Regions from separate parts of the Lactuca sativa genome. Here region 2 is linked to region 1. A link is a contact called in public Hi-C data. All regions are on one chromosome and are shown on one strand. Each heading gives the region's core, a stretch centred on a gene start, on an enhancer-like site or on the middle of the called end of the contact. The rest is flanking DNA. Distances are from core to core; before and after follow the strand shown.

Region 1 (3,684 bases), core at 438-2,937:
CAACTGTTATAACAATATAACATAATTATATATATATATATATATATATATATATATATATATATATATATATATATATATATATATATAAACATAATTTTAATAAACTTAAAATTGTTATAACTATAACATAATTTAGTTTTAAACAATTTTAAGTTTATTAACTATGTGAATAAACTTACAACTGTTATAACAATATAACATAATATATATATATATATATATATATATATATATATATATATATATATATATATATATATATATATATATATATATATATTAACTTTAAACAATTTAAGTTTATTCACCGTGTGAACAAACTTAAAATTGTTATAACTATAACATAATTTTAAAGATATTAAATTTAGTTTTAAACAATTTTAAGTTTATTAACTATGTGAATAAACTTACAACTGTTATAACAATATAACATAATTTTAGAAATATTAAATTTAGTTTTCAACAGTTTTAAGTTTGCTCACTGTGCGAACAAACTTAAAGGTCTTATAACAATGTGATGAGTTTCAGGGATTAAAAAATTATTCAGATTTTTTTTTAACTTTATAAAGATTTTGATGGTGAAAGTGTCTCTTAGCATATATTGAAAGTACATGTTGTAAGAACTAATTAGTTATAAAAAATAAAAACTAAGGGGTGGATGTTGTCATTTTTGAATAGTGGTGGGGGCCATGTAGCATTTATAGAAAGATTGATCCACGTTAATTAAAAATATGTATTTTTTAATAAAAATCTGAAACCAAACTGACCAAAAAGAAAAACAAACGACTGTTAATTTAACTAAAAGCCGTTAAAGGACTGCGTGAATACCGGCGATAAACGATGTTCAGTACGCCGCGGTTACGGAGCTGGTTGTGATCGCCGGAAACCGCCATGCGACCAAAGGCGGCGCCGCTGAGGTCAAAATGGGTGTTTCCGCCGGAGCAGTAACCGCCGGGACATTCGTCGGTGATAATAACGGTCACCGCCCGGCGAGAACAGATTGATTTATCTAAACACTTGACTTTATAACATGCCCCACATCCTTCACCCGCCTTAAACAGAATTGGACTCACTGCTCCTACACGCGCTCTAAATGGCTTCACATCAACCAGAGATCCGTATCCACACGCGCCACCTACGAGAGTGGAATTACATTATTACAATTTACACACACTCACTCAGGTTTCATTCACTGATTTCAGTCAACAAATTGAACAGAAATGTACAAATCAAAGAAGCATAGAGGACAAGTCACTTCTGCGTAAAAAACTAGATTTGTTGCTTTAAACAGAAATCAAATCACTCAAATTACTGAAATTAGTAAAATTAGTAAAATTAATGAAATTACCATCGCTTCCATCGCCTTCTGGACTGCCGTACCACGTCGCGGTGGCCGGACGCCAATGTGAGTTGACGGAGTTCATAATCGGCCCACCGGAGATCTCCAAACTCTGAAACACCACAGCCGCAAACCACCACGTCATAGCAACACATATTTTGCCAATGTAGCTGTTGGTGTATGATATAAGCGCCATCGTGGAAGGAAAAACACAACCACCGTGTCGGCCGGCGGCGGAGTACACGAGGTACGTATAACAAACAAGTTTTAGAGAGAGAAAAAAGATGAGAGAGAGAGAATGCCGACACTGGGTTTACAGAGTTGGATTTCCACGGTGTTAGGACTGAGCTTTTCACATCGGTATATAACGAGGCTCAAAAAGGCGACAAAGGAAACACGGGTAACATACACTGGAGATTGTAAGGATGAATTTACAGTTATACCCTTGCTGACTTCAGTTATTTACGGTCGTACCATTTTCCCTTTTGTATGGGTCCTACCGGCAGTTAAGGCGTCAAATCCGGACTATTCACTGCTGGGTGTCGGTAAGGTCGGGTCGGGTTTGGGTTGCTCATTTTCTTTTAATATTATATTGTTATTTATGTATCGTTAATCGTTAAAGATTTGTTGGATGATTCTAAACCGGTTTTTCTTTATGGGGGTTTGTGATCACGGTTCTTTTTGCAACTTTACCTTTATATTAATAGTTATCTTTCCGGTATTAAAATGAAAAATATACCTTATTCACATTTGTTTTTTCAACATGTTTTTGCACAAAAATTATCATGTATATTAGAGCTTTCACAAAGGCAAACTTGTTTTCATTAAGCCTTTGAATTATTGGTTATATTATAATGATCTTATTTTGAAATAGCATATTTTGTGTTTAAAAACTAAAAAACAAATTCCCTAGTTGATACGGAGTGGGGGTGAAGAGAGTGATTCGCTCGACCAAAGATAGGTTATTCTTTGTGTTGAACCAAATGGTCATAAGTTTCCACGTAAATTTGAACACAAACTTGCAAGGGACCTTTATTTGACATAAAGCAAACCGATAATGTTTAGCAAGATTATTCTACTCTTCACATATACTATTTTAGATAGTATTAATGATTCACTATCACCATTATTTCCTGGCGAGTATTATTGATTTGATTGTTCTCAGCGTGTCGTTCAACAATACATACTTGCAGTCATAAATTTTATTACTAAATCGTAGCAATGAACCTAATTTCGCCTAACCCTGTCGCCATTTACTCTATATGTCTAAGATGAAGGTTATCGTAGAAAAAAACTAACATACATCTTAAAAATTCTTTAATACTGCGATTCATGTTGAAGAGAAAACATCAACGCTGTAGATTTCCCAACATCCTTTGATAGGATCCTATTTAGCAAATAACAATCATCTTGCGAGTAGTTGGTTCGTTTCACTTGAAAAGTTTATTTATGTTCTTTTCTCCCCCATTTTAAAAGTAAAAAATAGATTTGATAAATCATTTCGTTTATGTTTGTCTTTTTTGAAATAGGTGTGGAGTATAGTCGAATACATTACTCTCCCCGAGCAACCTTAAGAGATGCAAGTAGAAAATACTTTGGTTATGGACGACACTCATTTTTCTTGAGGATCCCTTGGTGAACTCCTCCAAGCCAAGTTTGTCAAAGAGCCTATAGGCCAGTTCATCTAAGCTTGTAGAGGACATTAAGGAGAGCATGATCACCATGTTTAGCAGGGCCCACACTAAACGTAAAAGCGATCTTGAGTTCTACCGACAATATGGCTGATATTGGCGAGGCCAATATTGGAAAGCAGGTATAGAGACAGAGGATGTTAGGTAATGTTTTGGCTGGTGCACCAGGTGATAGGTGTAACATCCCAAAAATCATAGTAAATATTTTTATTTTTAAAACCATTTTAAAGATCCATAAATCATTCAAAACATTGTTTCAAAATCCATAATCGTTAATCAGAGTATTCCAAAATAATTTATAAATAAAATATCCAAGGATTATGTGCACAATCGCGCATTCACCTTTCCCCGATCATTTGATGTACCTGAAACCATGAAATTAAATTGTAAGCCTAAGCATAGTCAGTTTTCCAAAATACCAAACGCATCAGAAATACAATTACAGTGCATGCGTATAGGGTTTGTTGGCCCATGGCCTCAACCTAACCATCCTGGGTTTGTTGACATAGAGTCTCAACCCAACCATCCGGGTTTGTTGGTCCATCGCACGAAGCAGTACATTAACCCACCCATCCGGTTTTGTTAGCTTCCCACCTTAACCCAACCATCTAAATGATGGGTTTTATACAAACAATCCTATGTGTGCATGTA
Region 2 (3,452 bases), core at 851-3,350, 490 kb after region 1:
AATACCAAAATATTTATATATATTTTTTTTTATCCATTACAAGTCACAACAATATATATTACAGTCCAATACATGTCAAACACAGTATAAAATTATACTGTACTGTACTGAAAAGCTACCTGATTGTCCATATCAAAAATCATCTAGTGCCATAGACCGGAGCACCAACAACATAACGGGGTTGATTTGGGTAATTTCTTAAAAGTGGATAATCTTCAATGGTTGCATAATCATCACTATCATAATTTACTTCATGATATGGCCATGGCCCAAGAGCTTTGAGAATGAGTGCCAAAAATATAGACAACCCCTGCCATTAATTATAATAAAAATAAAAATTAAAAATATTTAAATTACCGTTCTAAAAAAAAAATTAAAAAATATTTCGGTATATTTAACAAACTAAACGCCGCAAATATTTTTAGATGACGTCAACACACGAACCTGAGCACCAAGAATGGACAAGCCGACCCATTTGCATATATCGAAATTCTCCTTAATAAAATCCCTAAACTCATGGAAATTCCCACTTGGATCTTTCGGAAAGTCCTGAAATCATGAAAATAATAATATTATATAAAGAAAATAATAAATGTAAGTACATTGCTATTATGGGTAAAGAACTGTAAAGCTTTCGTCACTAGAAAGTACCTCTTCCCAATTCCGGTTTAGAAATACATCCGTTGTGACCGCACCTTCCACCATCAAAAGCAAAAAGATAAAGACCAAATACTACATTCATGTTAAGGCCATTAATCGTAATATTCATTTCTACTAAAACTATTGCACTATTGTCATATATATCCAATGTGGGCTCTGGACTTTTATGTCAGCTATCTGGCGGGCCACTTATTTACATCTGAGATGATGTTTTTGGAACAGGTTCTGTGGGTCAGCTCAGGGTTACTGAAAAAATAATTTTTTTATAGAGTAACGTTAAAATAAGGATACACAATAGAGGCAACATCCGTTTGCGGTCTCTGCGGCGATGTGACCGGAGCATGCGATCACACACAAAGTTGCACCAAGTCCAAGCGTGGCGTATATGAACCTACATTGTTAAAGTTATAAAGAAAGGGTATTTAGGTCTTTTCCAAGAAAAAAAAAAACCTATGTAATGTATTGTCAACTCCTTATTGTTAGGACACTCTCATGTTCGGGGATCTTTTGGTTATGTCATTAAAATTTAGTTTTTTAAAGTTATTATTTCCGCATTTTTAGGATGTTATATATACTTTAAAATTTAATCATCAAACTTTAATAAAATTTTTTTTTAAAAAGGTACAACAAAACTGACCACAATCTACAGACCCCATGAAGCCTCCTCATAAATAAAAGTTGAGAATGACATAAATGCTAGCATTTAACAGCCTGACTTTTTGAAAAAGAAAAGCTTTTTCATCGTTTTCCACATAGCAAGATTCTTGCAATCATATCACTTCCATCTTTTTTTTCGATTATGATTCAAATTAAGCATAAAATCAGGGAGTTTGATACCCAATCGAATCGTAATTATGAACTGAATGTGTTTGACTAGATTAGATAGAAATAATGTAATCAATTAACAATTAAGTAAAAGCTTTTTCTCGGTGAAAACGTGAAAGAGATGTTGTACCATGGAGTAGGGTAATCTGAGCCGTCCATTTGCCGCTGCCAAGCCCTAATCATCCACAAGCCGTAAATGATCATCGCGATCCCTAACATTCCGATGAACGAATTGACCAGTTTCAGCAACGATTGAACGCAACTCCTCACCATTTTTGTCAAAAAATGATTGGATTGGTTCAACAATCACCCCCTACAAGAAAAGAGAAACACAAATCGCAAACCCTAAGATTACAATTAGGGTTAGGAGAACAGGGGGTGATCCACAGTGATGAGCTGATGGCGTCTATGAAGAAACAATAATTGAATCGATATTGAAGGAGAATTGGAGGAGTAAATCTAGACCTAATAACGGCTCCGCCGGCAGTGCCGCCGATCAGAAGGGCTCTTGATTTTCGGGTGAGGCGGCTATCTGTAAAAGTCAAATAAAAACCCAATTTTGACTTATCGTATATCAAATTCAGATACACCTGTTGACGTGTGTAAAAAATGATATTTGGAAATTTTGTTGCATAAAAAATAGATTAAAGTGCGAATTTGGTCTTATGGTTTGTAAAAACATGTGTATTTTTTTACTAGTATAAAAATTTTAATTTATATTATTAGTGTAATTGGATTTTTTTTTTTGGTGGTTTTAGTCCTTGATAAATTTAAAAATGACTTGAATTTTTTTTATTTTATATTTTTTAACATATATTTTAATATTTACAAAATAAAAACAAATAAATAATCTCTCTCTCTCTTATATTTTCACATACTAAGTTCATCACCTTTATACCGATCTCCAATACTTTTTCTAGTGAAGAGCACTCTAACGAATTTTGTTTTAAAACTAATATGAAATCGACAAACACCCGAATCAAAGATATCTATGCCCAACACCAAAAATCGAAATTGATTACATAAACCTCATATTCAAATAACCCATCCACCATACACCCCCTTTCTATATCATTACATTTCCTCGTAATAACTCAAAGTTAGTGAAAACCTAGAAAGTTGAAGGAAACAAATAAAGCTCATGAGCGATTGCTGATGAAGGCATATGTAGGAAATAGAAAACTCAAAGTGGCAACTAATGAAAGTCACCGGACATATGCACATTCATGGTGGCCATGAACGACAACGACATGGATTAGAGATCAATAAACCTCGCATTGGAAACAACCCGGAAATCGATATTCAAAATCATGCCTCCCATCATTTTTTAGAAATTGTTCCTTTCTTCTCCTACTATTACAAGGTTTTCGTTGAAGAATCTATATCTTGATCAAGATTCGTATGTGTATGTTCATTATTGTGTGTTTTCACAACCGGTTTCTAGGTTTTTAATCACCAATCTTTATATGGATCATTATTCGTATGTGTATGTTTTCACAACCAATTTTTCGATTTGCATCTAAATCGATTTGCTAGGTTTTCATCGTCCATTTAGTACATCTTTAAAGTTACTTGTGTTTTTTTTTAATTTTTTGAACTAAATACGGGTTCAAGTTTTTGATGTTTAACAATTATGAAAGTTTCGAATCATAAAGATATTAAATATTATAATATTTTTTGGCTATATTAATTTTGGATTATATTATTTTTGTGTCATAAAATTTTATATCAATTTATTTTCAATCATAGTAATTTGGATGATATCATTTTCTAATCACGTGATTTTGGATCAATAATATATTCAATTAAATACAATTTTTGTTCGTGATAAATTTTAGATCACTATACATTTTAAATCATAAAATATATAATTAATATCATAAAATATTTGAATAAAAATATTTTTATATCATAACAAATTAAAGACCATAAACATGTTTGAATCATAACTTTTTTGAATCATAAAT

The links. Hi-C and Micro-C count contacts between places; a contact is called where the count stands out from the background.
Region 2: a Hi-C map of leaf shows a contact between it and region 1, with 5 times the contacts expected there. The contact joins the promoter of LOC111879329 here to the promoter of LOC111882377 in region 1. A contact is called at or near these places in 3 of 4 Hi-C or Micro-C datasets (leaf and seed).

Annotation. Positions count from the first base shown.
Region 1 is chr8:228,398,733-228,402,416 of Lsat_Salinas_v11, forward strand. LOC111882377 (expansin-B3) reads right to left here and starts at 1,688. Exons shown (of 4, transcript XM_023878734.3): 1 at 1,352-1,688; 2 at 832-1,138. The coding sequence starts at 1,538.
Region 2 is chr8:228,891,608-228,895,059 of Lsat_Salinas_v11, forward strand. It overlaps LOC111879329 (tetraspanin-19), which reads right to left and starts at 2,101. Exons shown (of 7, transcript XM_023875782.3): 1 at 1,951-2,101; 2 at 1,616-1,798; 3 at 952-1,051; 4 at 652-732; 5 at 445-549; 6 at 120-310. The coding sequence starts at 1,758. The coding sequence ends at 140.